Regions from separate parts of the Sus scrofa genome. Here all the other regions are linked to region 1. The links are chromatin contacts, called in public HiChIP or PLAC-seq and promoter capture Hi-C maps. All regions are on one chromosome and are shown on one strand. The core of a region is the stretch at or near the end of the contact, and the rest is flanking DNA. Distances in the headings are between cores, read along the strand shown.

Evidence for each region. Promoter capture Hi-C pulls out the DNA fragments that hold promoters and counts their contacts. HiChIP or PLAC-seq counts read pairs in DNA pulled down with a chosen protein or histone mark.
Region 2: a contact with region 1 is called in an H3K27ac HiChIP or PLAC-seq map of skeletal muscle. The contact joins the enhancer-like site here to the promoter of SELENON in region 1. A contact is called at or near these places in 2 of 5 promoter capture datasets (fetal liver and liver), 31 of 47 Hi-C or Micro-C datasets (adipocytes, adipose tissue, alveolar macrophages and 17 more) and 2 of 2 datasets of contacts at active chromatin or transcription factors (alveolar macrophages and skeletal muscle).
Region 3: an H3K27ac HiChIP or PLAC-seq map of skeletal muscle shows a contact between it and region 1. The contact joins the promoter of LDLRAP1 here to the promoter of SELENON in region 1. A contact is called at or near these places in 3 of 5 promoter capture datasets (fetal skeletal muscle and liver), 1 of 47 Hi-C or Micro-C datasets (skeletal muscle) and 1 of 2 datasets of contacts at active chromatin or transcription factors (skeletal muscle).
Region 4: a contact with region 1 is called in an H3K27ac HiChIP or PLAC-seq map of skeletal muscle. The contact joins the enhancer-like site here to the promoter of SELENON in region 1. A contact is called at or near these places in 12 of 47 Hi-C or Micro-C datasets (adipose tissue, blood, embryonic fibroblasts and 6 more) and 1 of 2 datasets of contacts at active chromatin or transcription factors (skeletal muscle).
Region 5: a promoter capture Hi-C map of liver shows a contact between it and region 1, with 6 times the contacts expected there. The contact joins the promoter of MAN1C1 here to the promoter of SELENON in region 1. A contact is called at or near these places in 3 of 5 promoter capture datasets (fetal liver and liver), 26 of 47 Hi-C or Micro-C datasets (adipose tissue, alveolar macrophages, blood and 13 more) and 1 of 2 datasets of contacts at active chromatin or transcription factors (skeletal muscle).

What each region holds. Positions count from the first base shown.
Region 1 is chr6:83,245,505-83,248,396 of Sscrofa11.1, forward strand. It overlaps SELENON (selenoprotein N), which reads left to right and starts at 1,430. Exons shown (of 13, transcript XM_021095600.1): 1 at 1,430-1,599; 2 at 1,754-1,763; 3 at 2,271-2,391. The coding sequence starts at 1,430.
Region 2 is chr6:82,997,527-83,000,418 of Sscrofa11.1, forward strand. No RefSeq gene overlaps it. Among named protein-coding and RNA genes, the nearest start is that of LDLRAP1, 32 kb to the right of the region's middle. Within about 2 kb of position 1,350, at least 22 of the 83 cell types and tissues checked have an H3K27ac peak or open chromatin away from gene starts, as enhancers often do. A contact at or near this core is called in adipose tissue, fetal liver, liver and 4 more, where this site is marked.
Region 3 is chr6:83,029,203-83,032,094 of Sscrofa11.1, forward strand. It overlaps LDLRAP1 (low density lipoprotein receptor adapter protein 1), which reads left to right and starts at 1,427. Exons shown (of 9, transcript XM_003127708.4): 1 at 1,427-1,631. The coding sequence starts at 1,544.
Region 4 is chr6:83,059,756-83,062,647 of Sscrofa11.1, forward strand. No RefSeq gene overlaps it. Among named protein-coding and RNA genes, the nearest start is that of MAN1C1, 29 kb to the right of the region's middle. Within about 2 kb of position 1,431, at least 2 of the 83 cell types and tissues checked have an H3K27ac peak or open chromatin away from gene starts, as enhancers often do. A contact at or near this core is called in skeletal muscle, where this site is marked.
Region 5 is chr6:83,088,570-83,091,461 of Sscrofa11.1, forward strand. MAN1C1 (mannosyl-oligosaccharide 1,2-alpha-mannosidase IC) reads left to right here and starts at 1,373. Exons shown (of 12, transcript XM_021095595.1): 1 at 1,373-2,892. The coding sequence starts at 2,418.

The DNA.
Region 1 (2,892 bases), core at 180-2,679:
CTGCATGGCTTGAGAACAAACTAAGATAGTGTGAATCTTCCAACACTAAGTTCAGCACCAAGTGGGTGCTCAGCACCTGTGAAATCCCTCCTCCAACATCCCGCACTTATTGGGTGCACAGGCCCTGGGGCAGGCAGTGATCTCCAAGGACAGCACCCGGGCTCTCCCGGTCTCCTGGGCTCCGGGTACTTGTCTAGAAGCTTTGGCCTCTGCTGCCCTCTGGTGGCAAAGTGCCAGCCGGGCTCTCCCGGTCTCCTGGGCTCCGGGTACTTGTCTAGAAGCTTTGGCCTCTGCTGCCCTCTGGTGGCAAAGTGCAGGCAGAGCCATCTCTGAGCTCCGTGGGGCTTTGATATAACAACGGAAGAGGCCCAGGGGAACCAAGGAACTTAACAGATTTGAAAGTGCTTCCTGGGCGTTCCCATCGCGGCCCGACGAGTATCCATGAGGACGTCGGTTCGATCCCTGGCCTCGCTCAGTGGGTTAAGGACCCGGCGTTGCCATGAGCCTATGGCGTAAGTCGCAAACACAGCTCAGATCCCGCGTTGCTGCGGCAGTGGTGTAGGCCTGATAGCTGTAGCTCCCATTCGACCCGTGGCCTGGGAACCTCCATATGCCATGGGAGTAGCCCTAAAAATTGAAAAAGAAATTACGTCATTAAACTTCACTTGCCTCTATCCTCAAGGTAGTCCTCCACGTGTTGTCCTCCAGAAAAACCACTGCGGTGGCAACTCACAGCCAGCCTTGCTTGGTGCCCAGGGACTGCCACCCCAGCCAACCCGGGTATTTCCTCTTCACCACAACCCACGGAAGAGCCTGAATCCTCCTTATAGGTGAGGAAATTTTAGTCCCACAGGTGAGGGTTCAGGGCTACAGGTAGCTCCCATCCTGATGAATTTACAGGAGTGCCCTTCCAGGTGGACCATGAAAAGGATAGCGAGGGTTGGACCTGGTGGTTTTTCTGGTTTGGGATGACTGAGGACATTTTAGAAGGCAGGTGGAATAAGGGTGGAAGCTAGATTCCTGGAAGCTGCTGGAGGACCTAAGTGCCCTCCGCTGGGTCCCTCACATCTGCCTACAGAGCTGGACAGAGAGCTGACAAAGCTTCAGATGTGCGGTCCTCCCCACCCCGCCCAGCCCAGCCCCTTCCTTCTCCCAGGCCTCGGCCTGGCACTTCCAGGCCGGATGGGACGCGGAGGCCCGGTTTCTTTGTGGAAGATTAAATGCCAGAAGAAGGCACCGAATGGCAGGAATGGGTCCCGGTGCCCGGTTACTGACCAGCGCGCCCATGGACGCCGCGCCCCCGGTTGCCCCGCCCCCGGCTGCCCCGCCCCGGCCCGCGGGGTCCCCCGGCCCCGCCCCCGGCCCGCCCGCGCCCGCGCCGCCGCCCGTCCGCGTTCCCGGCCGCCCGGAGCGTCCGCGAGTCGCCGACATGGGCCGGGCCCGGCCGGGCGAGCGCGGGCCGCCCAGCCCCGGCCCCGCCGAGCCGCCCGCTCCCCCGCCGCGCCGCGGCCGCATCCTGGCGCTGCTCGGAGCGCTGTTCGCCGCCGCCGCGGCCGCCGCCGCCGCGCGGGCCTTCGCCCGCCACTCCGAGGCCCAGGCGCCGCGCGGCAGGTCCGGGCCGCGGGGAGGGCGCGGCGGCCGGGAGAGTCGGGTGGGCTTGGGAGGGGCTGGGCTCTGAGGGGCCGGGCCGGGTGGGGGACCAGGCGAGGTCGGGGATGGAAGGGCGCCCCGACCCGAGGGGACGGGGCCTTAGGGCTGGGAGGGCTGCATGGAAGGGCTAAGAAAACGGGGTTGGGGGGGCGGGCAGACTTGGAAGGACTGATGGGGGAGGTGGAAGGACTGGCCAGCGTGCAGCAGGGGCTGGGACAGGCTTCAGGGGAACAGTATATGTGGGTGACTGGGACAGTGGACCGCAGACAAAGCTCATAGAAGCAGGGACTGGAGCCTCTGGATGGGTCCAGGGAGCGCTGGGACAGTGGGCAGGGGAGTCAGACGAGGACAATGGGTGGACCAGAGGGTGATGGGGGATGGGTCCAGATAGAAAGGGATCACCAGAGTGGATACTGGATGAGGGCAGGGAGTGAAGCAAAGGGACCAGGAGGGGTGGGAAGGGGACTGGGGTTCTGGGGTGCACAGAGGTGGTGTTTGGACACACGAACTGGGAGGTGGGCTGAGGGAACTCAGGAAGATGGTGGCAGGAGCTGCTCCTTGCATGCTTTTGGGATATGGGTTGGGAATCCAACTGCTCAGCCCAGCCACCTCCTCCCAAGCAGGATTCAGCACTGAAAGCCCTGGGGACAGAAGGCCTCTTCCTCTTTTCCTCCCTGGACACTGACCAGGACATGTACATCAGCCCTGAGGAGTTCAAGCCCATCGCCGAGAAGCTGACAGGTACCAGGAGAGCCTGGGGACTGGGGAGGAGGAGGCAAGGCCCTGCCCTCTGCTTCTTGCTTGTGTCTGCTCTAAGCAGGGGGGCTGCCTGGAGTCGGGGGGAGGCCTGTGGGGCCTAGCAGCCCTGGGGTCCTCCCATCCCTGACACTTTCTAGCCGGGGTTTGGGCAAGCTGCTTTAACAGACACATGCACATACAACACACACACACACACAAACACACACACACACCCCTGAGCCTGTTCTCCTCGTGTGAATAATAGTAGCTAATATTCCCTGAGCACTTCCTCAGGACCAGACATCACTTTAAGCACCTCCTGGGAGTTAAGCCTCTAATCTGTGCAATGCCCCGTGAGATGAACACTGTCCTGATCCTCATGTTTATAGTTTGGGAGACAAGCCCAGGCTGGAAAAGTGTAGAGCCAGGCTTAGGGACCTCATGTCCTCAGGTCCTGCACCAGCTCATTTGCACATCAGAGAAACTGTCTGCAAATTGACGGCA
Region 2 (2,892 bases), core at 100-2,599, 250 kb before region 1:
GTTGGTGAGACATTTTTGAGAGCCAGTTTCCTTCCCATTTTCCAGAATCTCGTCGGGCTGCTTTGTGACCAGCACCCTATTGGGTTTCCTATGTGTCACAGATCCTGAACTGCCCTCGCAGGTAACCTCTTCGGTAGTCCTCCCTTGTTTCTAGAGGCTTTGTTTTTGTCCTCTGAGAAGCCAGCTGCCTCTCTCGGCCTTTGTTACAATTGATCTTGGCTTCAGTTTTGGAAAATACTGCTCTTGGCACCTCACCCCCTGTCCCTGTGGCTGGATAGCCTTCCTGAGTCTGGGCCGTTGAGGCGCTTGCAGACACACCACACTTGATACTGGGAGCAGCGCTCCCTGGGGAACCTCCTCGGCCTGGCATTTGCCTTCGCCTTCCCTGAAGGCATGTGTCTGCCTCCAGCATTCTCACTGTCATGTTCTTTTCCACCAAAGAGCTCTCCAGTTGTTTGTGTTATTTTAGGCCCATCATAAAATGGTTCCCTTTTAGTACAATATAATTTATTACATGCCATAAAACAGGATTTGCCATTCTGGATGGTTAAATAGCTAAGGAAAGAATGGACTGCGTGTGCTTTGGCTGAATAACCTCTTTGATGACATCTCCTAACTTGACAGAAGGAAATACCTGTTGTGTGCCCCTTCCCTCAGCATCTTTCCAAGACATCTCACAAGATGAGAATGAACGGTTCCTCAGGCTCCCAGCCTGAAGGCAGGGCAGAGTCCTTCTGCCCTCCCAGTTCCCCAGGCTCCCTGGGCTGTATTAACCGGGCTGTGCAAGGCCACCTGGATGGGCTGAACATGCCTCACAACTGCTCTCAGGTTGCTTCTGGCAAAATTCACACCACGCCAAAGGGAGGTGAGGAGGTAAACCGGAAACCCACCTTAAAGCCAATGAATGCAGTGAAGGCCAGCCAGGCAGCTGTTTTCAGGTGGGCCGCAGTAGCTAGACCTGGCTAGGATAAGGAGCCCCTGAGTTCTCGAGATGCCTCCTTGGCTGTGACTCAGTGATGCTGACTGCTGAGCAGGTTTCTTCACAGGCCTGCCTCTCCCCTCTGCAAAGCTCCTCGTCTGCTCCAGGCCTAGCCAAGCCCTGTGGATGGGAGTCTGCTCCCTGCTGTGCCCCAGCAATCTGTGACCCCCTCCCCTTAACCTCTCTGGGGTGGGGGCTGTTTCCTCACCTTTAAGAAGGAGAATTGTTCCTGGCTGCCCTGACTGCAGAAGGAGCTGCTGTGGGAATTAGGTGAAGTGACGACAAACAGGCTCTGCCAGCCAGGGCCTCCAATGGCGAGGTCAGGGGCTGAAGCTGGCAGTGGTGGTGAGGCGGGGCCTGCCTGGAATCCGAGTTCCCAGCAAGCCCCGCCCCGCCCTCTGCGGCCTGACTCCCTGGGGAGCTCCTCACCAGTGTGGTCCACACCTCGGGCCTGCCCCGCTTCAATGTCTCCAGGTGATTCAGTTGTTTATGCATAGTTTAGAAGCCCCAACCTGAGCTGACTTTCCTAATTCGAAGACTCAACACTGTCCCTCTCTGCTAGTTCAGAAGCAGCCAACACTCAAAAGCAGACAAAGCTTCAAAAATTAAGAGCTTAATTGATGAGGGGCAAGCTGGAGATGGAAATCTCAAATGTTACACATTTTCCTGCTTTTGTTGTCTCTCCCCTCCATTACAATGTAAACTCTACAAAGGCAGGAATTTTTGCTTGTTTATTTACTGCTATAACCCCAGAACCTAGAGCAATGACTGCCACGTAGCATGTGCTCAATGAATACTTACTGAATGAATATAGTTAATTAATAGATTAGACATGTAACCTGAAATACGGTGTCTTACCTGGATCAGAACACCCCTGCAATCATACTATTCGAATGACAGTATAAACAGAACTCTTTCTAGGAGAGGAGAAAATTTGAAGTGGAATATTCACCGTGACATCTTCCATCTGCCTGTCTCGAGTTGCTGCTGAAGCCTTGTTTTGCTTGATTTGTCTCTACAAACTCCTGCTTGACTTTGCCAGGTGCGAAGATTTCCTAAACAGCTGGATGCCCTGAGAACAATCACGTCTCCATCAGGAAAACCTCACTGCTGGAAGCTGCTGGGGGCCTAGCCGTTTTTAGCCAAGTGGCGCCTCAGACCCGATTTCCCCAAGTGCTGGCACCACTGCACCTGACCTCAGTGTGGGGCTTTTTCATTTTGACAGTCTTCAAATTGTAAAACAGAAATCCTTCTCCAGGAAGGTACCTGCTTAAAGACTGATCCATTTGCCCAAGGGAACCACATTTCTTTTCTTGGCTCCCTTCTTCTTTGGGCTTACTTTGTTCCTGCTTTAGTCCTACTTCAGTGTTTGCCTTTCATTCCTCTGCCTCTGCCTGAAGTTCGTTCTTTTTATTCCCTCAGGATGGGCTTGCTAGGGTTCTGGAATCATCTGCCATTATACCTCTGATCTCTGTCCTAAGAATCCCAGGCTTAGCATCAACATGGTGTGGCCTTTTAAGCCCCATCCAAGAAGCTCAGACAGGTTTCCTCTGGGCCATGGTCCATTCTGCCCCTGTTCCGAAGCTCTGCAAGCCTCCAGACACCTTCTGGCGGGGACTTCAATGAGGTGTGTTTGGCCGGCGGTGTTGTCAGCAGAGTCGGCTTTTCAACATTCCCTTCCCCTTTGTCCTCAGAACTTGTGCTGTTTTGGCACATTATCTGGTACCAGGCCCACATTTACCTAAAACAGTGGTTCTCAAACTTTAGGGTTCATCAGAAGTGCCTGCTTAATGGCTTGTTAAAATGTAAATTGCCGCGCCCCCACCCTCGGAGATTCTGATTCAGGAGGGTTGGGAGAGAACGTGAACATCCGGGTTTTGAACAAGTTCCCAGGTAAGGCTTCGTCCCTGGGA
Region 3 (2,892 bases), core at 177-2,676, 220 kb before region 1:
AAGCAGGCTGCCCCTCTGCGGGGGATGCAAGGCTGACAGCTCCCAGCAAGTCACCTCCGGGAGGAGGGGATGGCCCTGTAAACAGCCTTCATTGCAGCACAGAGTTTCCAGGCTTGCTGGTTTACTGGGCCCATATGGTTCCCCAGGCCAGCTGGACGCCACCAGCTGCCCTTCACCAGCCAGCCCCAGGTGACTGCTTTTCCTTCAGGCTTCAGAATATCCTCTCTCTGCCCCAGGAATGAGCTGGCTTGGGGTTAGAGAGCTGGGGGTTCAGCCCTGCGGACTTACTTAGCCCTCACTGCAGCCCCTGGCAGGAGAAGACAGCCTGCTGGGGCGAAAAGCTGGAGAGAGGGAGGAAAGGAGGGAAGAAGGGAGAAAATAAACACTGACTATATTCCAACTCCACTTGGACTTCTTCCTAGGCATTTGGGATTCAGAAATGAATCAGAAAAACTGACTGCCCTCGAAGGACACAAAGTGCGACGGAGGCAAAAAGAGTAGAAACGGGCAACAACCACACTCAGGCCTGTGGCATCTCACCAACAGAAGAAGTCAGGCTATGGTCTGAATATATGTGCTCTCCTTTTGACTCCCTTCCTAAAGTCTGATGGGAAGGCACAAGATCCTAGAGAGAATTCTAAATATTGGACTTAGAACATCTGTGCTTGAGGAATTCTGAGTCCAGACTCCCACTGAAGTGCCTTCTAGCAAGCAGGGGACCGTCTGGGTCAAGGTCTGGCAGGTTGAAAGAATCGCTAGAGGTAGGATCTCATCTCACTTTACAGATAAAGATTAAGGCCCAGAGAGGGAAAGGAGTTGCCCGAGGTCACACAGCAAGGCAGCGTCAGAGCTAAGGCTCCTTTCCCCACACCTCAGAGCATAAGACTCAGGCCACACCACCTCTGAGACTACTTGGGGAGTAGGGTGGGCAGGGGGCAGCCCAGAGTGCCCAGATGGTGCCAGGGAGAGGCTGGGTCTGTTGGGTGAGTCAAGTGCCCAACGGGTCTTGCTAAGGCAAACTTTATATGTCTGCCTGCCCCGTTGCCAGCAAAGTTCTATCACGGTCAGCTCTCCTTCCAAGCCTCTCACTGCAGTGGGCGTCACCCTCTTCTTCTCTCCGCCCCTCAGTCTCCCCATCAGTGAAATGGTTTTCAACGACTTTTCAGCTGTCGAGAAATCTTAGGCCAGCGCCTGCCTCCCGCGACGGGTGCGGCGGGTCTCCAACCCTCAAGCTCCTCCCCGTGGGAAATAAGGAAGTTGTGGAGAGGAAAGAAAAGACGGGGCGCCTAGGACTGTCGGCTCCCGCCTCAGGGGGGGCCCTTGTCTGACAGCTTTGGGGAGCTAGGGCAAAGGCCCGGCGGGGGGGCCAGGGGCAGGGCCAGGGGCGGGGCCGGGCAGGCCCTCGCCCCGCCCCGTCGGACGTCGGCGCGGAGCTCGCACGGGGAGGGGAGGAGCGCGGAGCCCGCGCGCCGCCTGGCCCCGGCGGAAAGTTTTCCCTGACGGAGTTTTGGCGGTGGCAGCAGCAGCGGCGGCCAGAGCGGCCATGGACGCGCTCAAGTCCGCCGGGCGGGCGCTGATCCGAAGCCCCAGCCTGGCCAAGCAGAGCTGGGGGGGCAGTGGCCGGCACCGGAGTGAGTGTGTGCGCGTCCAACCGGGCCGGGCGGGGGCCGGGCGGGGGTCGGGGCTCGCGGACCCGCCTCCTGCGGGCCCCGTGGGGAGAGGAAGGGCCTGACCCGCGCCCCGCGGCCTGGCGCGACCTTGCCCGGCCCTGCAGGGTTAGGGGTCGCCAGGGGTCAAGTTGTATTCCCGCTTCTGTCCCTACTCTGTGCGGCTGGGGACGAGGGGAGGAGACCGGAGCTCGGGGTCGCCAGGTGAGGTCTGCAGTGTGAGGGGGTTGCGGGTCACAAGAACAAACTTGCGCTGCCCCAGCGTCTCCCCACCTTGGACAGCTAGGGGAGGCAGGAGCTCGCCGTCGGTACCTGGGGGAGGGGGAGGGGGGGCAGGCTTTTAGGAAAATGCCCCCATCCCGCACCCCTGCACTCGAGCCCGGAGGTCCGCGACTGGCAGGAGCCCACTTGGCAACCCCCACCCCACCCCGGTCCTACCCACGAGGCCATCTTTTGACTCCTGGGCGCCCAGAAGCCGACTCAGGTGTGAGCCTAGGTTCCCAGGTACCTACTTGAAGTTGGGGGTGAGGCTCAGCTTGGGGTCTCAGAAGATATTGCACACCCGGCTATCTAGGCCCCGTTGTCCCTTCTTCTGGTTGGGTCCAGGTGGCAGGGCTGAGATCCTGCTATTTTTGAAACCTGCTTTTGTCTCCCACTTTCCCCCTTGAGCTTCCCAAGTCCCTGGGCGCCCAGGGGAATGGCAGAGCCACCTCTCCCAGGGGCCCCTGGGAGCCCGGGAGGAGCCTCGCCCGCCTTCCCCTCCTCTCCCTGTCTCCAGTTACTCTCTGGGAACCTGGCACCTGGCACCTTCCCCTGAGGCCTGAGAAACCCAGTCCAAGTCCCTCGTTTTTCATGAGGAGAAGCGGAGTGGCTTGCCTGGGGTCACACCTGCCATCCTGGTAGATGTGGAGCCAAAGCCAGGACTCCTGCACACTCCCACTCCTCTGCCAACTGCCTTGGCCCCTGGCCTCTCCTGCACCAGGAAACTGCTGTCAGTATAGTCACACCCCACCCCCTTCCCTCTTTGCCTTCCAGGGCTCCACCAGGGGAGCCCGAGTTCCCCAGGCCCGGGAGTGCCAGCGTGTCTGGGCCTAGGGAGCCCGCCTGCCCCGCCTCTTGCCCACTCTGCTCTTCCAGCTGTGGCTGCCTTTTAAACCAAGACTGGCACTGGGAATGTGGCCTGGTGCCTGCTGGTGGGGGTGGGGTCAGAGACCATCAGGGCTGG
Region 4 (2,892 bases), core at 181-2,680, 190 kb before region 1:
TGCATGTTAGCTCTGTGGTCTGCGTTGCTCCGCAGGCATGCATATGTGACCATGAGCCTATGGACGTGTGACCTGGGGAGAGCGGGCTTGTGAATTTCTTTGTGCATGTGTGTGGGTACCTGCTTGTCTGTAGGAGGCAGCAGTGGGGAATGTCTGATTTTGGCCCCGTCACCGTCAGGGTGCTCTGTTGCTTGATGCTCTGCAGAGCTCAGCTCTCATTTGTATAGCAGATCAAAACAGATGCCCCTGAGACCCAGTGGAGTTGATGTGTGCTCTTTGGGGATTTGGGTTGAGGGTCTGCCCTGTGGGGACATCTGACAGCTGAAGTAGCAAGGATGCCCAGCCCCTGGTTCCCACAGCGCTGTGCTTTAAAGCGCAGAGACCCCCTCCTTCCCTGGGGATCAAGCTGGACCAGGGCTTTCACCACTCAGGAAGACTGTCTAAAGTATGGGCTCTGCCAGCCCTCTGCCAGTAAGAGATTCCTAAACCTGGAGGCCTTCCGGACAAGCCAGGACATCAGCACTGTGGAAAACAGAGAGTTAGGTGTCAGAGGGACCTGGGTTCAAATCCTACTCTGTCACTTACTACACATAGTCACTAGTTCATAGCCTTGGTCAAATGATGGCTCAATTTCCTCTCTGTAGAATGGGGCCCCATCTCAGGATAGTATCATGAAGATTAAATGAGCACTTTTTATGTGCCAGGCCCTGTGCTAAGGGCTTTGCATGGATCACCTTATTAAATGCTCACGCTAACCCTCTAAAGTGGATGCTGTCCTCATTTTACTGAAGAAGAAACTGAAGCCCAGAGAGGTGAAGTTACTGGCCCAGGGTCATTCAGCTGGGACTGGGAGAGCCTGGCTTTGAACTAGGCAGTCTGGCTTCAAAAGCAGCAGCATGAGGCAGTGAATATAAAGCCTAGTGCCTGACTCTAGCAGGTGTCTGGTCCATGGTGGTTGTTATTCCTGATGCCATTGGGAGATTCAGGATCAGGTTCCTGACCCCCAGAATAGCTCTGGATTCTCTTTTCTCCTTTTACAGTTGCAGAGACCAAAGGCCACCGGGAAGGGCAAGTGAGGCCTTTCTTCCTCTTCCGAGAGCAGGGCTGAAGGGCAGAGGCCAAGGCCCCCTTGGTTAGCAAACCCCAGTTACAGGGCTGGAGTCTTTGCTGCCCCTCCTGGTGTGGGGAGGCCATTTGTTGCCATCAGGTGAGGCATTGGGGCTGACCTGAGGCACAGACCAGAGGAGGGCCTGACAGGGTGGCCCGGGGCCAGTGCTTGGGCTCTAAGAACAGAGCAACTTCTTCCAAAAGCATGGCTGTAGGACGCATGGGTTGGGGAGACCTCAGCGGGGCCTTGGGTGCTGGCCCAGTGGCTCTGGCTCATGGTTATACCTTGTGGGCACAGCATTCAGTCACAGCCCTGCTGAGTCACCCCCAGTGCCATCTCAGTTCCACTGCCCGGGGAAGATCAGGGGAGAGAATGTCTTGAATGCTGCTTTATCGCAATAAGTTTGTCGATTCAGCTCATTACATTTAATTAGAATTATTTAATTAGAATCTTAATAAAAGAGTAAAACAGGAAGGAGGCTGAGAAGCGGAGGTAAGGAAATCCATGCTGAGCGTATGAAGCAGACCCAGCTGGGTGGTGGAGGGGCAGCGGCAGGGGTGGCGGGGGGGCTGCCAGGAGGTTTGCCTGGAAGGCTGGGTAGAGGGGTCTGTGTGCCTGGACCACCAGGCTCCAGGGATCTGGCGGTGAGGAGAGGGGAGCGTGCTGAGGGCCTGGGGCTGGGCTCTTGCCCACCCACTCTGTACCACGCAGCTTGGCATGCTGGGTCCTGGGCTGAGGCCGCTGGCCTGGGGAGCTGTAGGACCCATTTCCCGATCTCAAGGGAAGCAGACAAGAAGCCAGACAGTCAGAAGGCCCAGTGCCCTTGGCTCTGATGGGGGCGGCAGAGGTCACTGCACCAGCCCTGGGTGGAGTATCTAACTGGGCTGGGGTTAGAAAGCTTTCTAGAACATTGATGCCTGCCTGCAGTGACACCTGAACATGGAGTTGCAGTTAAGGCGAGAAAGGGAAGCGCTTCAAGTGGGTTTGAGGGGGTCGCTCTCGTGGTGAGCAGGGTGGAGTTGGGGTTCGGAGCAACGACCTGGAGCCGGTGGCTGCTTCCCCCTCAAGGCACCATGGGCTCTGGCAAGTTACCCCCCCGCCCCAGCCTCGTTTTCCTCGTCTGTGAATGAGAGCAACGCCCCCATCTGGTAGGGCTCTTGTATGAGCTCAGCTGATACATGGACAGCACCGGAAGAGCAGCCGGGCCACGGTCAATGCTATGTGCACTGGCTCTTAGACGTCCCTTCTTGTCCAAGGAAAGACATCCAGGGGGTGGTCAGTTACATATGTTTGGGTGGGGACCAGGTTCTGGGGGTCATCAATGAAGCCACCAGTGTGAGTAGGCACCTCAAGAGAGAATGGGGGTCACTGCTGCCATCTGTCGCCTCCATTTTCTCTTTCCTCACTCCCAGGAAGACCGTTTTGTTCAGAGATCTGCCCCCAGCAGAGCCCTCGCTTTTCAGGACAGCTGACCCCACAGCCCAGCTCCAGAGAGGAGGGATCTGGAGAGACTCAGCCAAGTCTGGCCGTGACATTCCCTTGGTGCCGGTTCTCCACGAGGCTGGAGAGCCGGCCTGGTTCTATGGTCAGGGGAGATTTGTCCTCTCCTCCCTCCCCCTTCCCCATTCCTCCCCCTTCCCCCCCTCCTTTTCCCCCTCTTCCTCTCCCTCCCTGGCACATACTCAAAGAGGCAGGTGGCTCCATTGCCACCCCTTAGGGAATCAGAGCTAGGATGAAGCCAGGGGTGTGCTGGCATACCACCTCTCCAATTGAAGAAGATTAAA
Region 5 (2,892 bases), core at 123-2,622, 160 kb before region 1:
TATTTTCTGTCTCATCAACACTGCATTTCATTTTAAATTACAGCTGAAAGCAGATATTTTCCCTCTTGCCTATTACACCTCTTAATTTGTCTCTCCCTCTGCTATTTGTCTCTATAAAGTGTCTTGCATGAAAGACCCACACAACACAATGTTTCTCTGCCTTGGGTTTGGTTTAACAGAAAGGGAAGATGCAGAGAGAATTGAATCCTGGAAGGAAGGTGTGAGGGTCTTGGGGTTGAGATACACCTGTGTCTAGGAATATAAGCCTGACTGTGTGTATAAGTGCATGTTTTTGAACCTATCTATTGTGTGTCTGAGTTTGTGCATGTCAGTACTTGTACTGATATGTCTTCATGTACTTTGGAAAATCACTTGGCGTCCATACCTAAATTAAGTGTATGTTTGTGTGCAGGTACACACCCACATGCAATCTCTGAGTGCATCCATGTCTATGCACTGGAGCACACATGTGCACATAAACACACGCAGGCATCTGGGTACGCACATCACCTGATGTGTATGGTCTTCTGCGCACATGACCAAGGTTCCTTCTCCTTCCTTGCTCTGGCACCGCTGCGGTTAGCTTCTTTATCTGCCCTACCCAGGGGGCCGGCCTGGTTTGGGGCTGTGGGAAAAGGAAGGCAGAGTTGTGGTCTGCGGGAGGGGGTCTAGTGGAAACACTGCCTTAGCCCGGCCCAACCGCCGGGTTGGCTTGGCTCCAGCCAGCCCTTCCTCACAGCCTGCCACAGCAGCACCACGGCCGCCCCTGCGGAAGCTCTCGGGTTCCCTGGGCAGGCCTCCAGCTCCCCGCCAATCCCGGACTGGCACAGAGGGGTGAGTGAGATTACCAAACCACTACGAGAACCCTCCAGACCAGCTGGGGCTCGTGCCCCCTCCGGGGGACCGACAACTGTAGCGGCGAGGGCGGGGACAAGGGTGGGAGGCGGTGTCTCGGTCTCTCCCAGTCCAGAGAATGCTGGGCACTAACCAATGGGCGACTGCGGCCCAACGGGGATCCCTCCGAGGCAGCCAATGACCTCGCTCCGCTCTCCACCCCCGCCCTCGCCAACCCCGCGCAACTGGACCATTGGTGCCGGCGGGATGGGGCGGGGTGGGGGTGGGGGTAGTGTGCTCGGCGCCGGCCCTTTGAGGAAGGGGGCGTGGCTTGGAGTCCCAGCTCCTCTCCCCACCCGGGCTCAGGCCCTGCACTCCTTACTCCAGCCGCGAGGCCATTGGCCTGGCTGCGGCGCCGCGGCGGTGGTGGACCGCGGGACGCGCGCAGTGGGCGTGGCCCGAGGGCGTGGCCCGACGGGAGGCGGGGCCGAGGGTGCTGTCTCAGTGAAAGCCGGAGCTGCGGCGGCAGCGGCGGGGGCGTCCGGGCGGTGTGCGCGCCTGTGGGGCGCAGGCTCGGCAGCGGCGGCGCCGGCGGTGGCGGCGGCGGCGGCGGCGGCGGTGGAGGAGGCTCAGCCTGCGGCTGCAGCGGCCCGTCTGGAGCGGCCGCTGAGAGGAGGCCAGCTGCAGCGGGGGAGGCGCAGCCGGGACTGCGCGCTCCGCGGAGCCGGCGGGGACCGGGAACAGGTGATCCCAGCAGGAACCCGGAGCCCCACCGAGTTGGCGGGGCGGGAGCTCGCACTCCCGGGCGCAGCTGCAGCCGCCCCGCCGCGGCTGGTCGCGGACGGTGCCGGGCACCGGACCAGGGCTCGGGCATCCCTCTGCTCCTGGGGACCCGGGAAGCCCCTACCCCTGCAGGCTCCGAAGTGTCTGCTCCCGCTCGCCGGCGCCCGCTCCGCGGCGGAGCAAAGTTGTGGACGCGTCCCCTTAGCCGAGCCCCGGCACTGCCGCGACCCGGCTGGGCCGGCGCGCTCTCTGAGCGCCACTGACACTCCAGCCCCGCTGCCGCTTCGCCCCCAGAAGGTGGCCCCTTCTGGAAACTGCTTCTGAGGCTAAAACTTTGGGCCGAGGGGTTGAGGGCGGCTCGGCGCGGGGACGAGGCCTGCGGGCTCCCCTCCGCGCCAACAGCGTGGGCGCCGTGGACGGCATGTGACGGCCCCGGCGGCGGCCGCAGCGCGGGAAGGCGCGGGCCCCGGGAGCTCCGGCCGCTGCGAGGAGGGGCTGAGCGGCGGCCGGAGAAAGGGCTGCGGCAGGCGGCCGACCCTTGCGGGCCCGGGCCCCGCCGCCTCGCTCGCCCGGGCCCCGCCGAGGTCGCTGCGCCCCCACCCCGGCGCGGGAGGACGCGCCCCAAACTCCCTGAACTTCAGGAGCCGTCCCCGAGAGGCGAAGCTCTCAGGGACACCCACCCCGAGAGACGCTCCTCGACGACCTACTCTCCCCGAGCCCCCAGCTGACAAGTGCCTGGACTCCAAGGGCCTCAGGGGCCTGGCTGGAGCTGACTGTCCCTAGCCCTGTGCCCGGCCACGATGCTCATGAGGAAAGTGCCCGGCTTCGTCCCGGCCTCCTCGTGGGGGCTGCGGCTGCCGCAGAAGTTCCTCTTCCTTCTCTTCCTCTCCGGCCTCATCACCCTGTGCTTCGGGGCCCTCTTCCTGCTGCCCAACTCTTCTCGCCTCAAGCGCCTCTTCCTGGCCCCCCGGACCCAGCAGCCCGGCATGGAGGCAGTGGCCCAAGTCGCCGGCCACTCTCTGGCCCGCGAGCCGGAGTCACCTCCCAACCCGGCCCCCGCGGCTCCAGCACCAGGCAAGGACGATCCCAGCAGCCAAGCCAGTCCCCGCAGTCGGAAAGGATGGCCAAGGCGCACCCGCCTCGTTGAGTTACGGGAGGAGGTTGCCGCGGCCCCCCTCAGACCCCAGGAGGGGAGCATCCAGTCTAGCTTTGACTTCAACGCCTTCAGGAGCCGCCTCCGCCACCCGGTCCTGGGGACTGGGGCCAACAAGAGTA